Linked DNA regions of Muntiacus reevesi: region 1 is linked to region 2. A link is a contact called in public Hi-C data. All regions are on one chromosome and are shown on one strand. Each heading gives the region's core, a stretch centred on a gene start, on an enhancer-like site or on the middle of the called end of the contact. The rest is flanking DNA. Distances are from core to core; before and after follow the strand shown. Region 1 holds the start of LOC136158136 (pulmonary surfactant-associated protein A). Region 2 holds the start of PLAC9 (placenta associated 9).

Region 1 (6,990 bases), core at 2,226-4,725, 670 kb after region 2:
ACTGTTGCCATCTGTAAATAAAGGAACTGGACAAGAAGAGGAGGAAAGAAACCTCTGTCCCTTGCAGAAGGGCAAAGTTAGAGTGGCTGCCAAGAGTGCAATGCTGAGAAGGGCTTCCAGGGGAGTCAGACTGATTAGTGATCATTGGGGAGGAGTCAGGATCCACCCAGGAGTGGAATGCTCAAGAGTGCCTTCAATTCTGATAGCCACAAAGGAGTTATAGCACCTGATCCGTAGACCAGGTGGATCCCCAGGATGGAGGCTGGAAGGAAAGATAGGACTCTGTCCATCCTGTGGCTTTGGTGCCTGCTCAGAACTCACAGATGGCCAGTCGGTACTGCAGGCAGTTCTTGTCATTCCACTGACCATCTGTGTATATCTCTACACACTTCTCTTTACCCCGGCCCCTAGGCTCCCCTGAGTACCAATTGGTATAATTCACAGGGGCTCCATCCAGGTAATAGAAGTCTCCAGCGGTGGGGCCTTCGACCAGGCCCAGGTAAGCATAAGTGTTGTGCTTCTTCACGATGCTGGTAATGGCTTCATTCTCCTCTGGACTCCTCGGGGTAGCAATCTGTCCACCTGCTCTGGCACATAACTCTTTGATGGCATCAAAATTGACTGACTGCCCATTGGTAGAGAAGACCTTCTCTCCCACTGCCAGCATGGACCCCTGCAAACTGAGGACTGACAGCAGAAGAACCCAGGTCAGGCCACAGACCTCTTTGCTTCCTTCCCTTCAGGCTCTCCACCTTTGTGTTCTCCCCAATCTCCTTATCTTTGCCTGTCTCTGTCATCTGCCCCCTCTTCCAATTCCAGTCTTTCTGGATTCTCCACTATGCTCTCATGATTCTATTTATTCATTCACCCATTTAGCAATTACTTATTATTATGTGTCATAAACTGTGCGATTTCCTGGGATTCAAAGAAAGCAATGTTGCTAGGGACCTTGCTTCCCCAGGACATAGGGACCTAATTCGTGCCTACTTCTCTCACCTCTGGCCATTTAAGAACATCTAAAACATGACTTCCACATCTACACTTGTTCATCAACTCTCTAGATTCTGGAGCCTGGTTCTAAGGATGAGGAGAACTAATGGGAGACTCCCTACCATATAAAGCCCCAGGGGGGGATCCCTTACCGCCCTGTGACTGCAGAACTTGATGTCTGATCTCATGGAGTGTGCCCTGGAGCTCTTCATCTAGATACGCTGGAAAGCCTGTAGAGAGATCCGCAACAAGATGAGAGGATCAACAGGTCAACAACAACCCCACTTGCTGCCAAGCAGATTTGAGATCAACTGAGAGCCTGGAGTTCTGCCCTTCACTTGTCTAGAGCCACTGCCCAGGCCCCAGGTCATAAGGGTTCACAAGGCCAGAGTGTGTTTCCATATTCCCTACACACTTGTCCCTTAGTGCAGCCTTGCACCTGCTCGCCCCTTCCCTGCTCTTCTTCCCTTCCATGTCCTTTTATGGATCTGTCTGTCCATATCTGTGGAGTTTTCCAGTTCCTGGGCAGGGCCCCTTTCCCACCCTCCATTAAGAGCAAATGTGGTTCTTTCTGTACTCTGATGAACCCTGATTACTGCTATAAGGAATAGTAAGGAACCTAGAACTCCAGAGGTCCCCTGGGCAAGCAGGGTCCCCAATTTCATCATCCATCTGCTCCTTGGTCCACGTGCGCCCATACACCTCAGCCCTAGGAAGTGCCTCCCCTCCTCCCATCACTATTCTATTTCCCACACCTGATGTCTTGTATCTCCCTGTCAGCAGTTGTAATGCACAGAAAACTTTCAATTCCCACCAGATTCTGCACTTATGACCCACACCACAGGCACCTCTGGGATGGATGCCCTTTGGGGAACTTGCACAATTTTGTCTGACCCCCATCATTCCTCATGTAACTGAACACATGGGCATGGTGTCCAGTCACCTCTGCCCGTTGGCCCTATCCAGCTCACCTGGAGGACCTCTCTCACCAGGCTCTCCCTTTTCTCCACGCTCTCCAGTGAGGCCAGGGGCTCCAGTCATCCCATCACGCCCAGGGAGGCCTGGCATTCCTCCAGGGGGGCCCATGGGGCCTGCAGAGAGAGGGAGAGGAGGATGTATGGTATCTGTCACCCACAGTGAGTTGGGGCTGATGTGACTGGACCTCCATTTCAGCCAGGCTGACTTGCCTGTCCCTCCATGGGCACCGTGAGGATAGACCATCCAGGGCTGTTCCATTCTAAGGGTCCCAGGAAAGAGCCACCAACCAACTGACCCTTGGACCCAGCCCAGACCCTTGGACCCAGGTGGGCAGGTGGTCCCCTTGAAATCAGGTCACTGTCCCCCAGCTCCCACTCAGTACCTGGAGGCCCAGGGTCTCCTTTGATACCATCTCTCCCATCTCTTCCTGGCAGGCCATGGGATCCGGGAGTGCCAGGAGTGCCAGGACTTCCAAGACAAACTTCCTTCATGTCATACTCGAGGCCAGAAGCCACCATCCAGAGGAGGGTAAGGGTCAAAGAGCACAGCAGCATGGCACCTGCTCCAGCAGCTCCTCCTGCAGAAGAGAAGGGCCATGGCCCCTCTGAAGCATTAAGGAGGGTCTCCCCTTGCTCTGCTTTGTCAAGATTCAGCACATGCTGGGGCCTGAGGGCTGGGTTGGTACAGACAGGAACTCTGGAAAGACCCAAATTTTTCTTGAAAGCTGTCAGCATCATTTGGTACCTAACACGGTCTCATGCCCCATCCCCCTGGCTGGAGGTGGTATGGTACCTGGTTAGGTGAGGGGTTGTAAAGAGCTCTGGAGAGTCAGAGGACCTGGATTCTACTAGAGTCTCTGTTCCTCGCTGTGTGACCACAGGGAACTCACTTTACCTCTCTTGGCTTCCCCTAACACGTCTGCCCTGGAGGCGATCCTGGCCTGTACCTCCCAGGCTGCTGGGAGGAAGGAAGTGGTCACTCACTCACTCGTTCTGTCTGTCCCTCATACTCTCAGGTGCCCTCCTTTTGAGTTGAGGGATCACGATCCTGAGGATGAGGAGAAATGACCAGGGCCCACGGCTTGGCCATTCCCAGTCGGTCAATGATAGGGAGTCCCCTCCTCCCTGCTCTGGTGTCCCTTTCTCCTTGGCAGGCTGTTTCTCCTCCCTGCCCCCACCCTGCAGGCCCTGTTGAGTCCTTGGGGAGAAGGGACCTGGCCTAGGAGCACAGTGAAGAATGAGGATATCTGCAAGCCCATCATCCTGCAGCCATAGTTAGAACTCTGTGGAATAGCTCCTAGTAGTACAGGGGAGGACCCTCCTTCCCACCTGACCTGTAGTGAAGCATGTGCCTGCTGGGCTGGTTCACCCTGGGGAAGACCTAGAGGATGGGGCTAAACTCACCCGCAAGAACACAGCCCGTGCTCCCTGCCTCCAGAGCAGGGTGGCCAGGTGGATGGTGCCATTTATACTGATGTAGGCCACCAGACATCCTCTCCACCTTGTAGAGGCTCCTGTCACAAGGGCCTCTACACCAGAAGGGCCAGGCAGGAAGCTGCCATCTTGTTTACTCAGTAACATTTCCTCACAGGCACTCAGGCTGGAGAGGCACTTAGAAAACCTGCTAACGAGAAACTCCAGGTCGATAAGAAGGGAAATTTCCCATGGGCCAGAGGTCACCCACTCTCCCTCCATCCATCCAGTTTCCCACCCAGTGAAGGACAAGAGCACTTACAAGGAGGCCTGTGACAAAGGAAGTCTTCCTCCTCCTGGGTCTCAGCCCCCTGGTCCTGGATAGTGACATGTTCACACTCCTGGGATCACTACCCCCCAAAAGTCCACCAGTAGGAGAGAACATACCAGGGCTGGACTCTTTTCCCAGGGGAGCAGAGAGACAGATCAGTGGTGTAAAGGGCTGTCCACTGGGGCCATTCCGGTTCCAGAGCCTCTTTGGTTCTTAGAAGTATCCCTGTGGCTCTAAACCATGCAGAGGTCATGTCTCAAGCCAAGGGATCATCAGATTGAGCTGGAACAAACTGTCGGTCAAGGGGCATGGCTCACTACTGAGCCTCCCAACTCCTGCCTCTGGGGTCTGTGGCTGAGTTGATGGGTACACGGTTCACTGGTACAGGTGAACCCTTGGCAGGGTCCCCACTCCTTTGTCTTGGCAGGCTCAGTGGTAGGGAGGCAGGGCAGGAAACCATAGTTTCTGTCTTAACCATGGTGATGTCTAATGACCCGCAGTGGCAATATCTTTCAGTAGTAGAACGACTTGTGAGGACAATGGAAGAGATTCCCTTTTCAAGCCACTTAATTAGGAGGGAATCTCTAACGTAGGATGGTAACAATGGAGAACCAAGACCGTGCTTACCTGTGAGTGGTCTGAAAATCTTGAGATCCATAGGGAGAGTGGGAGCTTAGCTAATGGAACTCCTCTCCTGGGAGCAGGAGGCCTGTCAGAGCTGATCTGGAGCTCTTGGTGCTTCCAGCTGCCCTGCCGCCACCCGTCACATGCCTGTGACTCTGCCAGGCATGGGATGGGGAACCAGGGCCAGCACTGGGCTGGGGCAAGCGGGGAGTAGTTCCAGCTTAAGGACCTCAACTTGGCTTGGAGGGAGTGTGGTTCTCGGGGTAAAGAAACAAGAACAGGGAGGCTCTTCTTGGGCAGATTTTGAAGGGCCCTGGGGAAGGCAGCCTGGAGGTCAGGGCCATGTGGTTGGTGGGGGAGAGTGTGGACTTAGGAGTCAGAAATACTCAAGTTGTGATTTGGAACTGCCACTCATTATCCATGTGGTTTTGATCAGGTTATATAACTTCTTGAGCCTTTTTAAATTTTGAATCAAAATTAAATTTCCTATAAAGCCTATAGGAAAGATGCAGAGGCAGTACAAATTTTTTTCTGAAACTATGACATTCCATCACCCTAGTACCTTAATTTATATTTTATGTAAAGATATTTTTCTACATAGCCATCAAAATGAAGAAATTAGCACTGGTTCAGATATTACTTTCATTAAACAGTGACAGACTATCATGGGGTATTTTATTTAATCACTTAGGTCATCTGTTTAACAAGTTACTCATATATCTTAATGCCAATATATAAAAGTGTGTCATAAAAATTCTAATAAAATCATGAATTAATTATTTACCTGGACTTACCTCTTTCTTCATTTCTTGTTCCATCAATTCTCCCTTCTGCAGCTTCTCAGAGGATAATGCTTCAAGTTCACAGAACTGAGTGCTGCTTTCCGTGTCTTTGATCATGATTGTTCTCTTGTCTGGAGTGTTCTGACTGCATTTTCTGCCACAAAAAAGTAGATATCATACAATATTTGTCTCTGACTTAATTCACTTGGCTTCCCTGGTGACTCAGATGGTAAATAGTCTGCCTGCAGAGCAGGAGATCTGGGTTCAATCCCTGGGTCAGGAAGATCCCCTGGAGAAGGAAATGGCAACCCACTCCAGTATTCTTGCCAGGGAAATCCCATGGATAGAGGAGCCTGGCAGGCTACAGTCCTTGGGGTCACAAAGAGTTGGACACAACTGAGCGACTAATACTTAGCTCACTTAACATAATGTCCTCAAGGTCTATCCATGTTGTTGCAAATGGCAGAATTCCCTTTTTCTCATGGCTGAATAATATTTCATGGTATGTATACACCACATATTTATCCATTCATGTATCAATGGACATTTAGGTTATTTCATACTTGGCTATTGTGAGTAATGCTGCAATGAACACGAGAATACAGACATCTCTTGATAACTTGTTTTCATTTCCTTTGAATATATACTCAGATATATACTTTGAATATATACTGAGATGGCTGTAGTTCTATTTAAAAATTTTTGAGGAACCACCATACTGTTTCCCATAGTGACTAGACTCGTTTACCAGTTTACAATCCTACCAACAGTGCACAAAGGAACAAATGATCTTTTTACTGTAAGTATGCAATATTACTCATTGGTTATCTGAAGTTCAGATGTAGTTGGGCATCTTATATTTTATCTGGCAACCCTACCTGCAGGGACCTGGTCCTGCAGAGGTTGAACAGAGATCTCCTTTGGTTTTGATGTCACCTCATGGGTCTAATTTGGGACCCACGGTGGTCAAAGTGAATCATCTTGGGCTCTGACCTCTATGTGGCTGGTGAGCAGAAGAGTGTGTGGGTACTAATGAGGCTGCTATTTAAAACAAACTCCAGGACTTCCCCAGTGGACCAGTGGTTAAGACCCCATGCTTATAATGCAGGGAGTGTGGGTTTGATCCCTGGTCAGGGAACTAAGATCCCACATGCTGTACAGTGTGGCCAAAAAATAAAAAATAAAACAACCCCTAGTTCTCCTGAAGTGGCAGGGGATACCCAGGAGCCACGGGTGAGAATGCTCAGGGCTTGTTTCATGCCTTGCCTCCACCTGGACAAGAGTGACTCTCCCGAGGGAGTTCCTGTGGCTACATCGGGAGGGTGGGCAGGGAAGTAAGATACAGTAGGATAGAGAAAAGGAAAGGACTGAGTGTGGCCAGAGTGCCTGACCAATCTCCCAGAGGACGAGTGTCCATCAAAGCAGAGATGTTGACCATGTACAGAGGTTTCTCACAGAGTCGAAGTGTCCCTTTTTCTGGGGCAGTGGACTTCAGACACCTTGCAAGGCAAACATGCTCAGCCCAGAGAGGAGACAGCAGTCAGAGCTCAGGTTCTGATGCTTATTTACATGTGACTGCCTGCTGGAGGCAAGCTGAACACAGCCTACAGGGTAGGACAGGTGGATGGAGGGACTAGCAGCAAGCAGGCTGGGGTTCACCTCCCCAGGAAGGACACAGGATGGGCTGCCCCTGGATCCCAGCCTCAGGGAGTTAGAGAGACTGTCTCCCACCTATTCTGTGACAGGGAGAGGACTTTCAACAGCCTGCAAGCTTCTTCACAGACAGCGCTTTAATTTATCCCAGGATCAAGGAGGCCCTCGTCATCAGAATCAAACATGCACATTAGCCTGTGCTCTAAACGGTTACAGTGGT
Region 2 (7,020 bases), core at 3,145-5,644:
GTTCAGAGGTGGACTGGCTGATGCTCAGGGCTGGCAGGCAGCTCTGCTCCCCGCAAGGCCGTACAGGAAACCAGATTCCTTCTACCTCAGAATCCTACGTTTTTTGATCCACTGGGTTATAAAGTACTAGAATATTCCTAAACCCGCACCATGCCAAGGACTAGGACTCTGTTCACATGCTGTGAACAGAACACAGAGCTGGGAGTTAGAGGTGTGGTCCCACCTTCACTGCTGACTGACTGTGCTCTCTGCCTCTCACTCAGCTTCTTCTGCAAGGGATCCTCCCTGCTCTGTCTACTTGGCCTTCTTGGTGGGACTGCTGTGCTGATCCAAGGGGATTCTGCATTGGAAGGTACCTGAGAACTGCCAGATGATGTGCAAATGCCAGGTAAGGCATTCATCAGGTGGGTTGGAGCCTGAGCAGGTCAGTGTAAGCCCTCATGATCTTTCCTTTCCACATGGAGCCAGTGTTCTTCACTAGGTAACTCTGGCTAGGTCTCCTCAAGGTGGGAAGGCATCTGCTCTGGGACTACAGTGTACAGGGGTCCAAGGGGTGCTTGGGCGGGGCTTTGCCAACAAGCACACTGAGGGTTCAGGGCTGACCGGACTCTCTGGGCTCCATTATAAGCCAGTCCCACTGGCTGGATCCTTGGTTTCCCCACCTTTAGAATGGGCACAGCCATACTCTATATTTGAATCCACTATCAGTTTATGATCACTTATTATGTGCCTAGCTTTTTGTTCAGTGCTCATCTGCATTACCTCATTTCATTCTATCTGTAAGCTCAGTACTCTGCATCACATTTTTATAGATTAGAAAACCAAAGATCAAAGAGGTTGAGACACGCCCAAGACTACACAGAGCTAGTAGATGGTGGGGACAGGATTTGAATCCTACCCTCCTGACACCATGCTGTGTTTTGGGAGTTCTATGAGGAGTTAAAGGCCTCCCATCTTGGGATCTCGGCTGCCTCCTCTGTAAAATGAGAGGCTGGACCAGCATGGGGCAAAAAGTACCTGTATAGATGAAACCTGTGCACTTGTCCTGAGGGCCAACAAGAGCCCAACTGTGTACACTGTATCAAACTGTCTTGGAGAGGTTTGCTCCCCCCTCATCCATTTTTGTAAGAAGAGATGCAGTGATCCTTGCCATGCGTGCTGCATGCTAAATCGCTTCAGTTGTGTCCGACTTTTTGCAATCCCAGCGCCTGCCAGGCTTCTCTGTCCATGGGATTCTCCAGGCAAGAATACTGGAGTGGGTTGCCATGCCCTCCTCCAGGGGATCTTTCTGATCCAGGGACTGAACCCCAGTCTCTTGAGTCTCCTGCATTGGCAGGCAGGTTCTTTACCACTAGTGCCACCTGCGAAGATTGGACGATAGCCTGAGCATATTCTCCTTTCACCCAAAGTAAACAAGCAGAATCCCAATGGAAGACAGTCCACAGGGACCTGGAGTGGTGGTGGATCCCTGTAGGTCCTGAGGCATGGATGAGAATGGCTAATGGGACTAGGCTCTAGGACTTGAGATCCCTCTGATAGCAAAATAGAAAAGGAACTCAGCTGAAGCCTTAACTTAAAAAAAAATTCTCTACAAATAACACAGAACAGTCTGTTTCACTCAACACATAAAGGACTTTTATAGAGCAATGCGAAAAATCCCAATCCCACAATTGAAAAGGCCAAAACAATTCACAAGAATTAGAAATGACCAATATTCATTTGAAGAAACATCCAACCTTGGCAGTAATCAAAGAAATGAAAATTAAAGCAATAAACCATTTTAAAGTATTCTTGCAAAAAAAAAGTCTAATTGGAATTAATTAGACGATGCTTCTATATCTAATTCCCAGTTTATAGACAATACAGGGAAAAGAACATTTAAATGACATATAGAGGATGCAATCAGCTAAAATTTAAATGTGAAAAACTATAGGACTAGCAATGCAGTTTCTTCACCAAATAAATTTTAAGAAAAAAGAAAAGAACCTTATAAAGAAACCTAAAACTTACTAAAAGAAGTTTAATGGACATATCAACCAAAAACCAAATGTATCCACCTCATTTGAATCAAACAAACCAAATATAAAAACATGACACAATTATGGACATGAACACTGACTAGACATTTGATGATATTAAGGAATTATCCATTTTTAGGTAGTGATAATGGTATTTCAGTTATTAAAAGATTATTGATGCTTTAGTAACATATAAGGTAATACTTATAGATGAAAATATATAGTGCCTGGAGTTTCGTTTAATCTGAGAGAGGGGAGAGAAGGTGGATTAGATGAATTAAGATCTGTCAAGAATCCATGGAAGTTCCTTACACTATTCTGTGTATATATCCAAAAGATTTGATAATCAACAGTTAAAAAAAAAACAATGGTATAATTGTCTGAAGTCTGAAAGGTTATATACAAAAATGTTTGAACACAAAGTGAAATTACATTAATACATTTATACTTTCTTCTATTTTTCTTAATCTGAAGCAATGAAAATGATCAGGAAGAAAATGTTTAAAATGGCTTTGAGACAAAATGTATATACCGGTCATAGCTAAAGGGCCACAGAAGGTCAGCCGCTGTGGGCAGTGGCCAGCTCCTCCCTCTGGGGGAGCACAGACTCGGCTTTGTCCCCTCAGCTCCTGGAGGTGGAGACTCTGAGAAGAGGGGACGGGGTGGGCCGGGAAAGCAGGGGTGGGGAGGATCGCACTGTGGGCCAGGCTCAATGCTGGATGGTCTCAGCCACTCCTCACTCAGCTGTGAGGAAGAGCTTGTTGGTCCTCCTTTGCCAACCTCAGTGGAGAAACTGGCTCAGAGAGGTCAGTGGAGCTGTCTGAGGGGGCAAGGGAAGGAGTCAATGTGTGTTGACAGGTGTTTTGCGCCGGGCACTTCCCTTTCCTTCAGCTCTCTGGGTGGCTACCATTCTCCCCAACTTACCAGAAGAGGAAACAGCTTCAGAGAGATGACACGACTCACCCAAGGTCACTCAGCCGGGGGCTGGCCAGGAGCAGGACTGGCCTCAGCCCTTTCCCTGGGGCTCCTAGTTCCCTGTAAGGGGAGCTTCCATCCTGACACGGGGCACTTCTGCCTGCTCCAGGGGGATGGGGGAGCAGCCTGACATGGGGTAAGGGTGTTGAGGGGGGCAGGAGACCTGCATGCCTGGACAGACTGAGCCTTCTCCTCACCTGCACCACTGTGAGCATCAGCCGTCTCTGGTCGAGGCTGGCAAGAGAGCTTGGTTGGGTTAATGTCAACTGTAAAGAGCTATATAAAGTGCAGAGTCTTGAGGTGCTGGAAGGAACATCTATGCGTACAGTACAGTTAGTCCTTCTGCAGCCTTCTGGTCCAAGCCTCACCTGGGAGGGGACAGCTCTAAGGCTGCTGTCAGGGGAGGTGGAGGGGATAAGGCACTGCAAGGAACCCAGCCTGGAGCACCCAGAGGGCTTCTCCTTCCTGCAGCCTCCTCCCACACACCCAAGGCTGCTCAGGCCCTCTGCGAAGCTCTCCAAAAGGCTGACAACTGGCCTCCTCTCCTCTACTGCAGGGCCTCCTCAGACTATCAGGCAGGTAAAGCCAAGACCTCCAGGGGCCGCCTGCCTGGCCCCTACCAGCTGGGCCGGACCAGACGTGGGCCGGACCAGACGTGGGTCGTCTGCTTGTTGGGGCTCAGCATCCCAGGAAATTCCCCAGGAAAGGAGGCCTGGGTGCTTCGCAGGCCCCCCGCCACCCTGCAGACCTGACCATTCACCTCCTGATCCTGGCCCCCTCCTCTCTTTCCTCCCCACCTGGGGGATTGGGTTTCTCCATCCCCTCTCCTTTTTTTGTCTCTCAAATCTTCCTCTTTTCCTCAATATCCTCTCTCCCTCTCTCCCCTTTCTCTTGCCATTTTAGTTCCTCTGTTTCTTTCCCACTAAACTCCTTTTTCTCTGTCCTTATTCATAGTTCACACCCATCTGTTTACCTCCGAAATCTTTCTGTCCCAGCCTCTCCCTTTCTCTCTTTATTCTTTCCTTTTTCTATGTCCCTGTGCCTTTATCTCTCTGCCTTTTTCTGTTTCGTCCTTCCTTTTTCTCTCCCCATCTGTCTCTCTCCCCCCCTGCATCTCCCTCTTTCTCCATCTCTCCCTCTCTCTCTCTCCATCTGGCTCCGTTCCCACCTCCCTCCCTCTCTTCAGCTCGTTCCTCGCGGTCCGCGGTCTCCCTAGCCCTCGCCCCGCTCCCCGGCCCCACTCACCGGCGAAGACGCCCGGGGCGCGGAGCAGGGCGAGCCCGGCCAGCGCGCAGAGCAAGGGCCACATGCTGCCGGCCGGCGGAGCGCAGCGCCACTTCTGCCCGCGGCCGCCCTCCCCGCCCTCCCCGGGATCGCGCCGGCCCGCCTGGGAGGAAATGCTCGCAGTTCCAGCCAAGATTCCTGGGCGGCTCCGGGCTTTCTGGCTCCAGCGAGCCCGCCCCCTCCAGAGACCCCGCAAGCGAGCGGAGGGGCGATGTGCCAGGCTGGGCGCCTCCCCAGGAAGGGGCCGCGCTCTGAGCCCCCCGCGCCTCCCCCTGGGCCGGAGCACAGAACAGAGGATGATGGAACCGGGGGCCCAGTGATCCGTAATGAGCCCATTTCACAGACCGGCAGGCTGCAGTTTCCAGAAGTGCCACCCACGCCCCTGGCACAGGATCAGAATCCCTAACTTCACGGAGTAATCAGCTCTGATGATATCAGACAGTGTCGCTCTGAGAGGGAGGCTAGGAAATGGTCTGCATTCCACTGAAATTTTGTCCTTCTAAAGGAGTAACAGTATTGTTAAAAGATAACTTTCCAAAGGATTATAGTGGATTTGTTATTGACCCGGGTTCTTAAATAGAAATTGATGAGGACTTCCCTGGTGGTCTGGTGGTTAAGAATCTACCTTGCGATGAAGGGAACCTGAGTTTGATCCCTGTTCAGGGAACTAAGATCCCACACGCTGGGGAGCAACTAAGCCTAGATGCCACAGCTGCTGAGCCGTAGCGCCACAAGTAGAGAGTCCCTTTGCCGCAATGGAAGATCCCACATGATGGCAACCAACTAAACTTAAAAAAGAAATTGATACAAAGCCAGATCAGGCAAGGCTTTATTGGATCTCTTACCTAAGCACGCCAGATTACAGGTATGGGTGCCCTTGCTTGCTTCCTGGGGGAGGGGGTGAGCTGGTTCCTGAATGGCTCCAGGGTTGGGGTGGATCCTGCCTGGGCTGGAGGGGTATGTTTAGGTGGTCTGCCCACCCTCTTGGTGGTGCTGGGCGCACTGATGATGCATAGGACCCTGCTTTTGTTTCTGACCCCTCAGAAGTGGCAGTTGGGTTTTTGGTCTTTTTGTATCTTGTTGTTCCCAGTTTGTACAACCTCACAGTTATTTTTAGTCCACTATAGTTTCTTTGTATTTTCTTGCTGGAGAAAATAGTTTGTCCAGGAGCAGGGACTGCAGCAAAGGGTCCCAAGTCCCAGCCTGTCTCAGATTTAGGTGTACTAACATAGAATGATCTCTAAAATTTGATGAGATGAACATGAAAATAAAAGCATGAAAGTAAAAATCCCCAAATATAGGCTTCCCTGATGGCTCAGCTGGTAAAGAATCCGTGTGCAATGTGGGAGACCTGGATTCGATCCCTGGGTTGGGAAGATCTCCTGGAGAAGGGGACATCTACCCACTGCAGTATTCTGGCCTGGAGAATCCCATGGACGGTATAGTCCATGGGATTGCAAAGAGTTGTACAGGACTGAGAGACTTTCACTTTCCATATATTATTCAGTTCCATGTATACACATTTGTGTCTGAATTTATATTAGGAACCACATAGACAAGGAACTGGAAGAGTCTACCAAGCTGAGAGAACTGGACTGGAATCTAGCCAAGCTGGCCTCTTCCTGGATATGCCAGAGATTTTTACTAAGCCCAAAGGAGAGGCGAGCCACTGAGAGCAGGGCTCCAAGGCACACACAGTTACAGTGCAGTCTGTATGGGAATTGTGCTGCAGGTGGCGCCATTTACATAAAATACTTCTGCACTGGGGAGACCTGAAGTTGTAGTACTGGCAGCCCTGTACATTCTTGCACACTGAATATTTATCTTTTAATATTTTGACAGTTTGATGATGAAAAAAATTACCTTGTTATTTTTTATGTGTGAAGTTGACTTTTATTTGCCTATTCAAATTTTTTTTTTATTTTCCCTCTTTCCTTTGTGTATTCTGATTATTAATCTGATATATTAATATCAGCAAGGAGATCAAGCCAGTCAATCCTAAAGGAAATCAACCCTGAATATTCAATGGAAGGACTGATGCTGAAGCTGAAGCTCCAGTACTTTGGCCACCTGATGTGAAGGGCCAACTCATTGGGAAAAACCTTGATGCTGGGAAAGATTGAGGACAAGAGGAGAAGGGGGCGGCAGAAGATGGGATGGTTGGATGGCATCATTGACTCAGTGAAAACCATATATTTTCAGAGAAGATATATTTGATTAGATCAGAAAACTGCAGATCCCAGGTTGGAAAGCAGGTGGACCTGATTCTAAAATTCACGCTCTGAAGCATTATCAGGCCCCAGGTGAATAACTAGGTAGTGAGGAAATCTGGAGGGAGGTGGAGGTAGAAGAGGGCAAATTGGGTCTTTGGAGGCTCAGAGTGGCAAGTTCTTAAGTTAGGGAAGGATGACCCATAACTGCCTGCATAGTTAAAGTGCTGTAATGTGCAAAGTCATCTTTTCCTCTCATGCTTCCGCCCTGGCAGTTACCACCAAGATCCACAGTTGAACCCTCACTCGGAGGGTGACACTTGGAGAAGTCAGGGGGTGGCCTAAGGTCACACAGAAATGTGGAGACTTGCTCCCAGGATACCCATGCACCCATTGGCAATATTGCAGGATGTGTGTGGCCTCCCACGCTGGCCTGTTGTGGCGATAAAAGGGGGTAGGGGGCATCTGGCATGGCTTTCTCCCCCAGCCCACACCCAAAGGCAAGGGGCCAAGGCAAACGGTAAGTGGGAGCT

What was found. Hi-C and Micro-C count contacts between places; a contact is called where the count stands out from the background.
Region 1: a contact with region 2 is called in a Hi-C map of blood, with 9 times the contacts expected there. The contact joins the promoter of LOC136158136 here to the promoter of PLAC9 in region 2. A contact is called at or near these places in 2 of 3 Hi-C or Micro-C datasets (blood and muscle).

What each region holds. Positions count from the first base shown.
Region 1 is chr2:114,812,555-114,819,544 of mMunRee1.1, forward strand. LOC136158136 (pulmonary surfactant-associated protein A) reads right to left here and starts at 3,476. Exons shown (of 5, transcript XM_065919900.1): 1 at 3,372-3,476; 2 at 2,351-2,545; 3 at 1,962-2,081; 4 at 1,143-1,220; 5 at 311-687. The coding sequence starts at 3,459. The coding sequence ends at 311.
Region 2 is chr2:114,142,463-114,149,482 of mMunRee1.1, forward strand. PLAC9 (placenta associated 9) reads right to left here and starts at 4,395. Exons shown (of 4, transcript XM_065922718.1): 1 at 4,239-4,395. The coding sequence starts at 4,302.